Linked DNA regions of Mus musculus: region 1 is linked to region 2. Evidence: chromatin contacts called from public HiChIP or PLAC-seq data. All regions are on one chromosome and are shown on one strand. Each heading gives the region's core, a stretch centred on a gene start, on an enhancer-like site or on the middle of the called end of the contact. The rest is flanking DNA. Distances are from core to core; before and after follow the strand shown.

Evidence for each region. HiChIP or PLAC-seq counts read pairs in DNA pulled down with a chosen protein or histone mark.
Region 1: an H3K4me3 HiChIP or PLAC-seq map of bone marrow-derived macrophages shows a contact between it and region 2, with 2.7 times the contacts expected there. The contact joins the promoter of Depdc1b here to the enhancer-like site in region 2. A contact is called at or near these places in 11 of 484 Hi-C or Micro-C datasets (CD4 T cells, CD8 T cells, LSK cells and 8 more), 6 of 115 datasets of contacts at active chromatin or transcription factors (the HPC-7 cell line, bone marrow-derived macrophages, embryonic stem cells and 1 more) and 1 of 9 other capture datasets (macrophages).

The regions. Positions count from the first base shown.
Region 1 is chr13:108,314,895-108,319,896 of GRCm38.p6, reverse strand. It overlaps Depdc1b (DEP domain containing 1B), which reads right to left and starts at 3,560. Exons shown (of 11, transcript NM_178683.4): 1 at 3,428-3,560. The coding sequence starts at 3,475.
Region 2 is chr13:108,266,829-108,271,655 of GRCm38.p6, reverse strand. It overlaps Elovl7 (ELOVL family member 7, elongation of long chain fatty acids (yeast)), which reads right to left. Exons shown (of 8, transcript NM_029001.5): 3 at 4,276-4,466; 4 at 943-1,023. Among named protein-coding and RNA genes, the nearest start is that of Depdc1b, 47 kb to the left of the region's middle. Within about 2 kb of position 3,210, at least 28 of the 459 cell types and tissues checked have an H3K27ac peak or open chromatin away from gene starts, as enhancers often do. A contact at or near this core is called in LSK cells, bone marrow-derived dendritic cells, bone marrow-derived macrophages and 1 more, where this site is marked.

The DNA of each region.
Region 1 (5,002 bases), core at 2,311-4,810, 48 kb before region 2:
GGGTTTGGGTCACCGCAGGGCGAGGTGGAATGCAAGGGGGTGGTAAGTGCAGCCTGGGATCCCAGCGGAACTGCTGGCACTGGCTTGGAGTCCCCAGGCCTGCATGAAGGCCTAGGACGGCAGATTCTCAGGCTCTTGGACACCTGGTGTTGCAAAATGTTGCAGATGCCACTCGGTGTTGCAAAAGAGCTGAGAACCGGGTGTGGGCCGGCAGGCTGGCTCTATCCCAGGGCCAAAGGGAAAAGGGCAGGGGGAGAGAACTCCAGCAAGTTCTTGCGGGGAGAAGAGAGTCTCTGGCTTGCTGCGGAGGGCTGCTTGGCTTGGTCACTGTGCCTGAGAACACAGGGAGGGCTCCCACAGGAAGGTTAGGCACGCAGCTCATTAGGGGAAGACCTGCTCCATTGCTCCAGCATGGCAGATCCCGATGAGAAGAGGCAGCCCATGGTTTTAAGCCGTTTATTGTCATGGAGTAGAGGCAGAGAGGGGGCGTAAGTAGAGAAGTAGAGGTCGGCCATAGCCATGTGGAGAGAGTGGGTAAAGGGCAAGAGAGAAGCAAGTAGGAAGCAGGAATAAGAGAGTAAGAGAGGGAGGAGGGGGCAAGCAGCCCCTTTATAGTGGGCCGGCCTACCTGGCTATTGCCAGGTAACTGTGGGGGTGGAGTCCAGACAGAATACCAGGGACTTTGGGCTTTGCCCTACATAACTGATGGCCACAGAATTATGGAGCTGGGGCCTCGTGTCAGGAGCCTAGGGCCTAGGAGCGTGTGGCAAACTTCCCTCCATCCATTGCAGATTAATCTGCTGGATCTCCGGGCTTTAAACCTAGCTGCCTTTCATGGTCTCACAAGGGAAGATATAATAGTCAACGCGGATCCAAAATTTCAGTTACCCACAATAAACAGGAACCTGCATAAGAGAAAATTCCAAACGTTTACAGTTCCGAAGTTTTCGGCTGCATGCAGCTCTGGGAAGCACAGCGATGTTGCTTCATGCCATCAAGTATGTGAATGAGCTCAGTGCTCACGGTGTCCACACCAAGTACGCCACTCACACAGGAGTCACTTAATGGTATTTAGGTTATCAGGCCAATTGGTGAGGTTTCACAGTGTGCGTGGTCAAGTAATCTTTATATTTTAATGACCAATAGCTCCAAAGTATTGCAGTGAACTTTAGTAGGATATATTTTCATTATTGCTGTTGTTAATCCCTCAGTGTATTAATTTACAAATTAAACCATCATGGGTATATGTACAAAAAACATATACTGTATATAATACATATGGGATCTAGTGCTATCATACTTTTAAGCAGTTTCTGTGTGTCTTGGTCACTGTTCTATTGCTGTGAAGAAACACCATGACCCAAGGCATCCCTTCTATAGAAAAACATTTAATTGGGGGCTTCAACCATTATCATCATGATAGGGAGCGAGCAGGCACTGGAGAAACAGCTAAAAGTTAAATCCTGATACACAGACTAAGACAGAGACTCTTGGCTTAGCATGGGCTTTCAAACCTCAAAACGGAACCCCAGTGACACACTTCCTCCAACAAGGCCACACCTCCCCATCCTTGTAATCTTTTCAAACAGTTCCACTCCCTGGGAACAGAGGCATTTAAATATATGAGCCTATGAGGGCCAATCTTATTCAAACCAACCATACTGGGGTTCTTGCAACATTTCCTTTCCAGATAAGGGAGGACTGCCATTATAGTTTGCAAAAGTCATTAAAACAGAACAACCCCTATCTTCCCTCAAGTCAGAACTAACAGTAGCCATGACCCCAAGTAGTTTACACGGTAGAGCCCCTTCTGAGGATGCAATTATGAATACACCATTTCTGAGACTCTCTTTATCTTGTCGCCGTTCATACCTCTTAGAAATGAGCCCTAAAGAAAACCTACATCCACTATTCATTTCACCCTCTCTTAAAATAAATGGGACCATTCTGGGGGTTCTGTGGATTACACAACGAGGTCTCCTAGCCTCTTCACAGGCACCTTAGCCATGTGGCTTTTACCACCTCTCCATGCTAAAACGTAGAAAAGGGGCCTTCAAGGTGGCTCAGTGGGTAAAGATCCTTGCCACACAAGGCTGGCAACCTGAAAATGCTTTCTTTTTAATAAAAATGAATGTCTAGATTATAGACTCAGCCATTTCATTTGCTTTGGCCAATGATGTGTGAACAAAATGTCATGATACCATGAGCCCACTTTATGAAGAATCTGAGCAAACCTGTCAAAACTTGGTTCAACCAACACTGAAGACCAGGGTACCACGTGACACCACCCAGTGCCAGTCAAATCACCAGATAGTGACACATGAATGATTTCCATTGGAAGAACCGCTGACATGAGTCCAGCCCAGACCAATGACCCTATGCAAATATGTGTTGTTTTCAGCCAAATGAAACAAGACCACAGACCCTAAAATCTTAGGGGAAACTTTACATGTGCCATGTGATCTTTTGTGTGAAGATTCATAATCTTTATTTGATTCTCCACGCGTCCCATAAGTCTAATAAAACAAAGGTCTAGCAGCCTGAAACCTAACTTCCCATCTGTAGAAGGTGGCTTGACTCCGCAGAACACAGACTACCTGGCTCTGGAAAGAAAGAAAACTACATCTCTAGCATATGAGTCTAAAACATGAGTTTGGATATTCATCCCCACCTTTTCCAGAGTAGAGAGCAGGTGAGACTTTATTGCAAGGCAATGCAGCTATGAGTCTTCACAGACAAAACTCAAAGTCCTCTAAAACCTTCTGTCTATTCCATTGTCCTAATCCGTTTGAGGGAGAAGTCAGTAAAAGTACTTCCTCCTAGAAATAAGTTTCTGAGTGGCAAAACTTGTTTCCACAAGAAAGACCCTTACCCTGGTGCATCAGCAAAGCTTTTAGATCACCTATCAGAGCTGATCCGCTACTTGAAGTAGGTGCTGACAACTGAAACTCCGGGGGCAGGAACCTTAGAGGGGCAATCCACCTCCGTGCAGTGCACCGTTACAAAGAACACTTGTCAAGTGTCAACAGTGTCACTCAGGAAGGAGTCACGCCCTGCCTGGAGCACCGCAGTCCGCAAGAGCTACCCCCATAGGTGGTCCTATGGCTCCACCCACGGTCGATCTTGCCCTGGAAGCTAGAGTAGGTCCCTAGGACAAAGGGGAACGCGATCGCCTGAGGTTCGGTTCCCCGTTAAGGCTGAAGGCGCCGTCCAAAGCCGAGCATCCAACTACCGGCGGCAGAAGTAGTTCATGCCACCTTGGTAGGGCTGACTCCGGGCCTCGTCTGCCCGCTGTGGGACAGAGTGTGCAGCAGCGACCGGAGCAGGCACACGACCACCAGCACCGGCAACCCCCGAGCGACTGCACACTGCCCGAGTCTTGGCGGTGACAGCGGCGCGGGGTCGGCTCGGCCCCACTCTCACTCACCAGCCTGGTGGCCCGGTACGGCCCGGGTCCCACTACGCGGTGCTCCATTGCCAACGCGCAGCAGTCGCGGGGCAACGCCGGCGGGGACTCCAGACGGAGCTCGCCGCGCCGCAGTTTGAATCACAAGCCCGGAGCTTCGGGGCGCTGATTGGACGTTGCGAGGGCACGTGACAGGAACTGTGTGGTGGGCGGGGCTGTTTGTGTCCTGGATTTCACTACCCGGGGTTGCGCCTCCAGCACCTAGGAGGAAAGAACACTTTCTCCTCGCCAATGGGCGCTCGGATGCTTGCGGACATGACTGATCGCGCCGCGTACCGCCGGCACACAGTGGATGGCGCTGCCCAAAACCTACCGGGACTGTCCCTGCCGCGAGTCCACTCGGAACACCAGCTCTGCAGCCTCGGAGCCCAGTGAGCCAAACCTAGCTGGAACCCGATAGATAATTCCTGTCAGCACCCAGGGCAGAGAATCCGGAGGTTAGCAAAGAGGAAGAAGTGGGTGGTGAAAGGAAGCGAGTTGACTTGACAGCTGTCCAAGGGGAAGGACATTTCTAAAGCAGATAAAGGCAACCTGCCATAAGGAGTGTAGAAAGAGCGATAAGGAGAGGCATGGTCAGCGTCTGCTGTGTTCCCTTGATAAATAAAGTACAGTAATCTTTCTCCTCCTTGAACTTAGGTTTTGTATTTAGGAATCTGACAGAAATTGTCAGTCCTTTGTGGGGTTGATGAATTCGTCTTCTCTGCACTGAATCACCTACACATCTCCTGCCCGTGGGAATTGCTGGTCCAACTTGCAACTGTTGAAAGAGACAAATGACTTCACTTTATACTATATGCCTTTAGCTCGGTGACAATGAATCTATGTCTGGACTCCTCCGTGAAGACTGCTGAACAACTCCACCTTGATCATAGAAGGTGATAGGCAATAGACATATTAGACAGTGATTAATTCAATAGCTAGTGATTAATTCAGACCCTCAAAACTGGTGAAAGTCCTGAGAATAAATAGGGCTGAGCATGGGACACTGGTATGAACACCCGTAAGATGCTGTCTTCCGAACATAATATGGTTGACCTGGCTGTTCATTCATGAATTCACAGCAAGACCTACACACGATGGAGCCTGTCAATCAATATTCTAGCATACCAGGGCAGGAAGGGCGTATGAGCCAGTAGTGAGGAGATTATTGGAAATGAATGGCTGCTGAGAGATGCCATCTATTTTCTTCCAGTAAAGAGCCTAACACCCATGCTCATGTTTGGAACCCTAATTAAACTCAGTGAGTCACTGTCTTAATCAGGGTTTCTATTCCTGCACAAACATCATGACCAAGAAGCAAGTTGGGGAGGAAAAGGTTTATTCAGCTTACACTTCCATACTGCTGTTCATCACCAGGGAAGTCAGGACTGGAACTCAAGCAGGTCAGAAAACAGGAGCTGATGCAGAGGCCATGGAGGGATGTTCTTTACTGGCTTGCTTCCCCTGGCTTGCTCAGCCTGCTCTCTTATAGAACCAAGACTACAAGCCCAGAGATGATCCCACCCACAAGGGACCCCTTGATCACTAATTGAGAGA
Region 2 (4,827 bases), core at 1,961-4,460:
GATAAAGAGCAGTCATGGTAGTGCACGCCTTTAATCCCAGCACTGGGGAGGCAGAGATAGGCAGATCTCTTTGAGTTTGAAGCCAGCTTGGTCTACAAAGTGAGTCCAGGACAGCCAGGGCTATTCCACTGAGAAACCCTGTCTCAAAAAACAAAACAACAACAAAAACAAAAAACCCACATAACAAAACGTCATCCTACCTGCTTTTCTAAGGTCTAGTTTTATGGCTTTGATTTATTTACATCTCGCTACAACCATTACATATCCATCCACAGGACTCCTCCATCTTGAAAAAGGGGAAATCTATACTCATTCAAAATTAATTTCCCATTTCCTTCTTCCAGCCCAACCACCCTTCTACCTTTGTTCTGTGCATGTGACGATTTGGGGTACCATATATAATCTGAATCATGTAGTGTTTGTCCTCTTGTAACAGAAATATACTACTTAGCACAATGTCCTCAAGACTCTTATAAGTCGCACCCTTTATAGATTGAATAATATTCTAGTGGGGTGTGTGTGTATGTGTGTGTGTGTGTGTGTGAGAGAGAGAGATTTTGTTTAGCCGTTTACCACTTATGGACATTTTGGTTGCTTCTATATTTGGCCATCATATATAATGGTGTTGACATCTTGAGTATACAGATATCTCCTGAAATCCTGGACTTCAAAGCCAGAAGTGGAATTCCTAAATCTTATGAAAATTCTATTTTGCATCTTTTAGAGATCAGATAAGTATTGAAACCCAAGAAATTTAAACAGCACTAACTGCATCCTTTACTGCTTTCTGAAGTTCTTTCTCATAATTATGGTTTTTTCTCCCAACTCATATAATCTGATTATTGAGTCATTCACTAATTCCTAGTTCATATCCAGTATTGCAGAGTCCAAGGGGTTTTCACCATGATTTTGAGCTACAGATGTTCCCAAAGAGAAACTTACCCTCATTGCTCTTGGCGACTGAGAATAGTCAACAATGTCACATCGAAACGAGTAACCTGTACCCCAGCCAGACATCACAAACTGGAAGAGAAACAAGGATATAAAAGAGACAATTGGGACCGCACCTTGGTGCATGACCAGCTGAGCAAGCAGGCAGGGCAGGGGAAGAGGCAGCGAGAACCAGGACAAACCAAACACGCTTCGGGGAGAAGCTTGGCATCAGGCCTTCTCAAAGCCACAGATGCACATACCGTTTATATGAACTCTATTCTAACTTTTCCACTTCTTGGGAGGATTCCTTTAAAATAGTGAAGGACAAAACCCGGGGTACATTCTGCTTAGATACCAAATATTGCCTATATCTACTACCTATGGGTGTTCATGCACTTTCAGTGCCTGACCCTTGAGTCTGGATTTTCTGAACATTTCAACTTTTCCCAATTAGTCGATTAAAGTGTTACACAAACAAAAACCTGCCAACAGGGTAACCATGGGCACTGGCAAGTACCCAGGAAGGGGCAGTGCTTGGCTCTGATGCCCTCTCCGCCTTTAACATAAAAACAGACCATACACAGGTCTGATACCAGCTGTATTTTGAATTCACAAGACAACTAAGGGAAGACAATGCTTTTGTTACTAACTGAAGTATAATCTGGCAGACTGTCATTCCAACACACCCACCAAGTGACCTTCTACGGGTGTTAAAAATAAAAGCCTATTGTTGGTAAGTCTGAACACTAATTCAAAGACCCTAGTGACATTCTTTTAGTTTGATGGTGGGAAGATCTTTTAAAACAGTAGCTACAAATGAAAGCCAAGTACTTGATTTTAATTGATACACATGATTGGGCTGATCCGGGGTAGGGACAATAACAGTCTCTTCTTTGCCAAGTGTCATTTATTCCTCAGCAACTGGTCAACAGCTGGCTTGGAACATCTCACTCACTATGAGGTTTATGTAACTTTTGGCTTCTGAAGCAAACATTATATTTATAGTTTCATCACTAGTTAGCTAAAGAGATAACTTTCCAATATAAAAATACACAGTTAACAGCTTTATTGAGGCTTTTGTATGTTGATTTTTTTGAGACTTGGTTTTGCTATGTAACCCAGGCTAGCCTCAAACTCAGGACTCTATTGTCTCAGCCTCCTAAGGGATTTGAGAACAGGTCTCCCGGCATCAGAGATCAGCCAAAATGGTATTTTAATATGCATAGAGAAGGAAGAAGTGGGAAAGAACAAGAGGTTGTTTTTAAAATGCACCCCATCCCTGTTCTCAACTCTACTCTGTAATATAACATCACCTCTGGAACACTGGGACTCGGGACAGTATAGGACATGCATTTCCTGCTTTAAGAAACACCTTAAAAATCAAGTCATCAGATCTTTTCAAAGCAACGAAAGGAATTTGACAGAAACAGTGAATTCTGTTTCTCAAAATTCTCAAGTCAGTGAACGATGCCATTTTCTGCTCTGCTCAGACTCAGTTCAACTGATAGAAATGACACTCTAGCCAAGGGGTTCTTAACCTGTGGGTCACAACCCCTTTGGGGGTTGAACGGCCCTTTCGTGGTGGTCAAAGATCAGATATCCTGCATATCGGATATGTTACATTAAGATTCACAGCAGCAGCAAAACTACAGTTAGGAAGTAGCAAGGAAACAATGTTATGGTTGGAGTCACCACTACAGGAAGAACTGTATTAAAGGGTCGCAGCATTAGGAGGGCTGAGAACCATCGCTCTAACAGCAGGAACTATTTACTTAACGTCGATGACTGATTGGCCACCTTACCCTGACACAAAAAAGGCTAAAAGAGAGAAATTGTGTGTGTTGGTCCTGTGTGGGTCTCACCCACTCCATCTTCATTAGGGTCTGACTTGTGCCACGTTGCTAGCAAACTCAATCACAAGAAGACAGATGAATCCTTCACGATGACATGATTCCTTGCTCCTCTATTTGGCCAAACATATATATTTATATATATTACTCTGAAACCCTGACAAAATTTTGCTCCACATCATAAACTGTGCCTGTGTCTATAATGCCCTAGTTATTTAGTCTCCGTTTGAACAGAGTGGACTTAGCATCATCCTAATATAGAGTTTAAGAACATACCAATAATCTATGGAGGTTATGACAGTTATTATCTTTAAGCTCGTAAAGAAAACGTTTGTGGTTCATGTTCAGCAGGCAGTATATCCTGAAACCATAACTCAGGTATTAGTGAAGACAGGAACTCTCTGATTCAGTTTAAAAAAAAAAAAAAAAACCCTCTTCTATGTTGTAATTCACAAAGCAGGAACCAAAACTAACTGGTTACTACTGGATTCTTTTCAAGCCTGAGAAATATAATTTGGGGTCATCACAAACAATGACAACTGTCAGAGACAGAATTGAGAAAACTAGAATACAACAGGATCCAGGGAAAACTGGCTCCATCCTGTCATTACAGCATAAGAGAACTGAGGCCTAGGATATAGAGTTACAGGTAAGATGAAGGAGCCTAGGTTCCTGCTTCGAAGCATGTCTTCACCTCTCTCACATGCATATCCTCTCTCTCTGCAAACGCGCGAGGAACCTGTCCATGGTCTAGAAAGGACAAAGAGCAGTTATCTGTGGGTTAGCGCTAGAAACAAAGAAGTGACCAGCAGCAGAGGGAAGCTAGAGTTATGCAATCTGTAGCAGGAAGGAGGTGGGTGTCACAGAGGCCAGCAAGGCCACCAGGACTCCTCACAAACCCCCAGTATGAGCAAGCACAACAAAGAACCCTAGAGACTCAGGTATGTGAGGCAGCGGAGACATGTGATGAGCAGAGGGGCAGAAAGTCAATGGACAATATCTGCTGCGTTCTGGAAGGTTCCTGTTTATCTTATAACAAGGGTCAGGGCTTTACCACTTATGACTTGGAATAAGTTGTGCCCTTTTTGGCCTCAAAGCCTGTAAAAACTAAACAGCCAAGTGAGCTCCCAGCCCTGGAGCTGCGTGCATTCCAGGATCAGGTCTCTGCTTACCAGCTGTCACTCTGTGTTCATTAATTCTTTTCTCTGTGTGTGAGTTGCCTCAAAACCAGCGTTTCTCATGTGCAAATCTCTGAACTAAATGTTGTTTTCTTTTCCCTCACTCTCCATGATGGAAACTGTCCAGAGGGCCTCAGGTTTATTTCATCTAGACATAACAATTTTGGTGTTTTTGTTGTAGTAAACACCTGCTTAGTTTCTTAATTCCTCGATTCTCAGGACAGGGGTACTCGACGGTCATAACAAGAACATACAAACATATAACAGAAGACTAAGGCAAACTTTTCCCATTTAGGAATACTGAAGACACTTGCCTCATAACACATATACACAGAAAACAGTACTATGAAAAAATTGTACGTTATCATCGCTTTCTTGAGTTCAAAGGGCTTCCGGTTCTCCATGAGCTTTGGTCCCAGAGACGTAACAAAATAGACATAGAGGCCCAGGATGATGGTTTGTGGCAGAGGCGAGGACATGAGGAGATAGTCTTCAACTCTCGGATCTAAGAGAAAGATAACAGGTAAGTACACAACCACTTAGCCCAGGAAGCAACCTTTATTTATCTCGGTGCTGACAGCACACCATTGCAAAAATCACCAGCATCTTTAAGAGGGGTGACAGGAGAAACCCCTAAGAGCAGTGAGGCTCCCCTGAGCTAAAAACAATGGGGCAGTCGTCCCCTTTATGTCTCAAAGGGTAAGAGGTATTAGTCAGCAGAACTGGAAGGGGAGCCTCTGGAGAAGCCACTCAGGAGGAGTTGTGTCACAGACTGAAGACTGCACCCTCCCTGTTAAGCCCAATGTGGTACTGCACACAAAGATCCCAGCACTTGGGAAATGGGGATGGGTGAACCAGAAATTCAA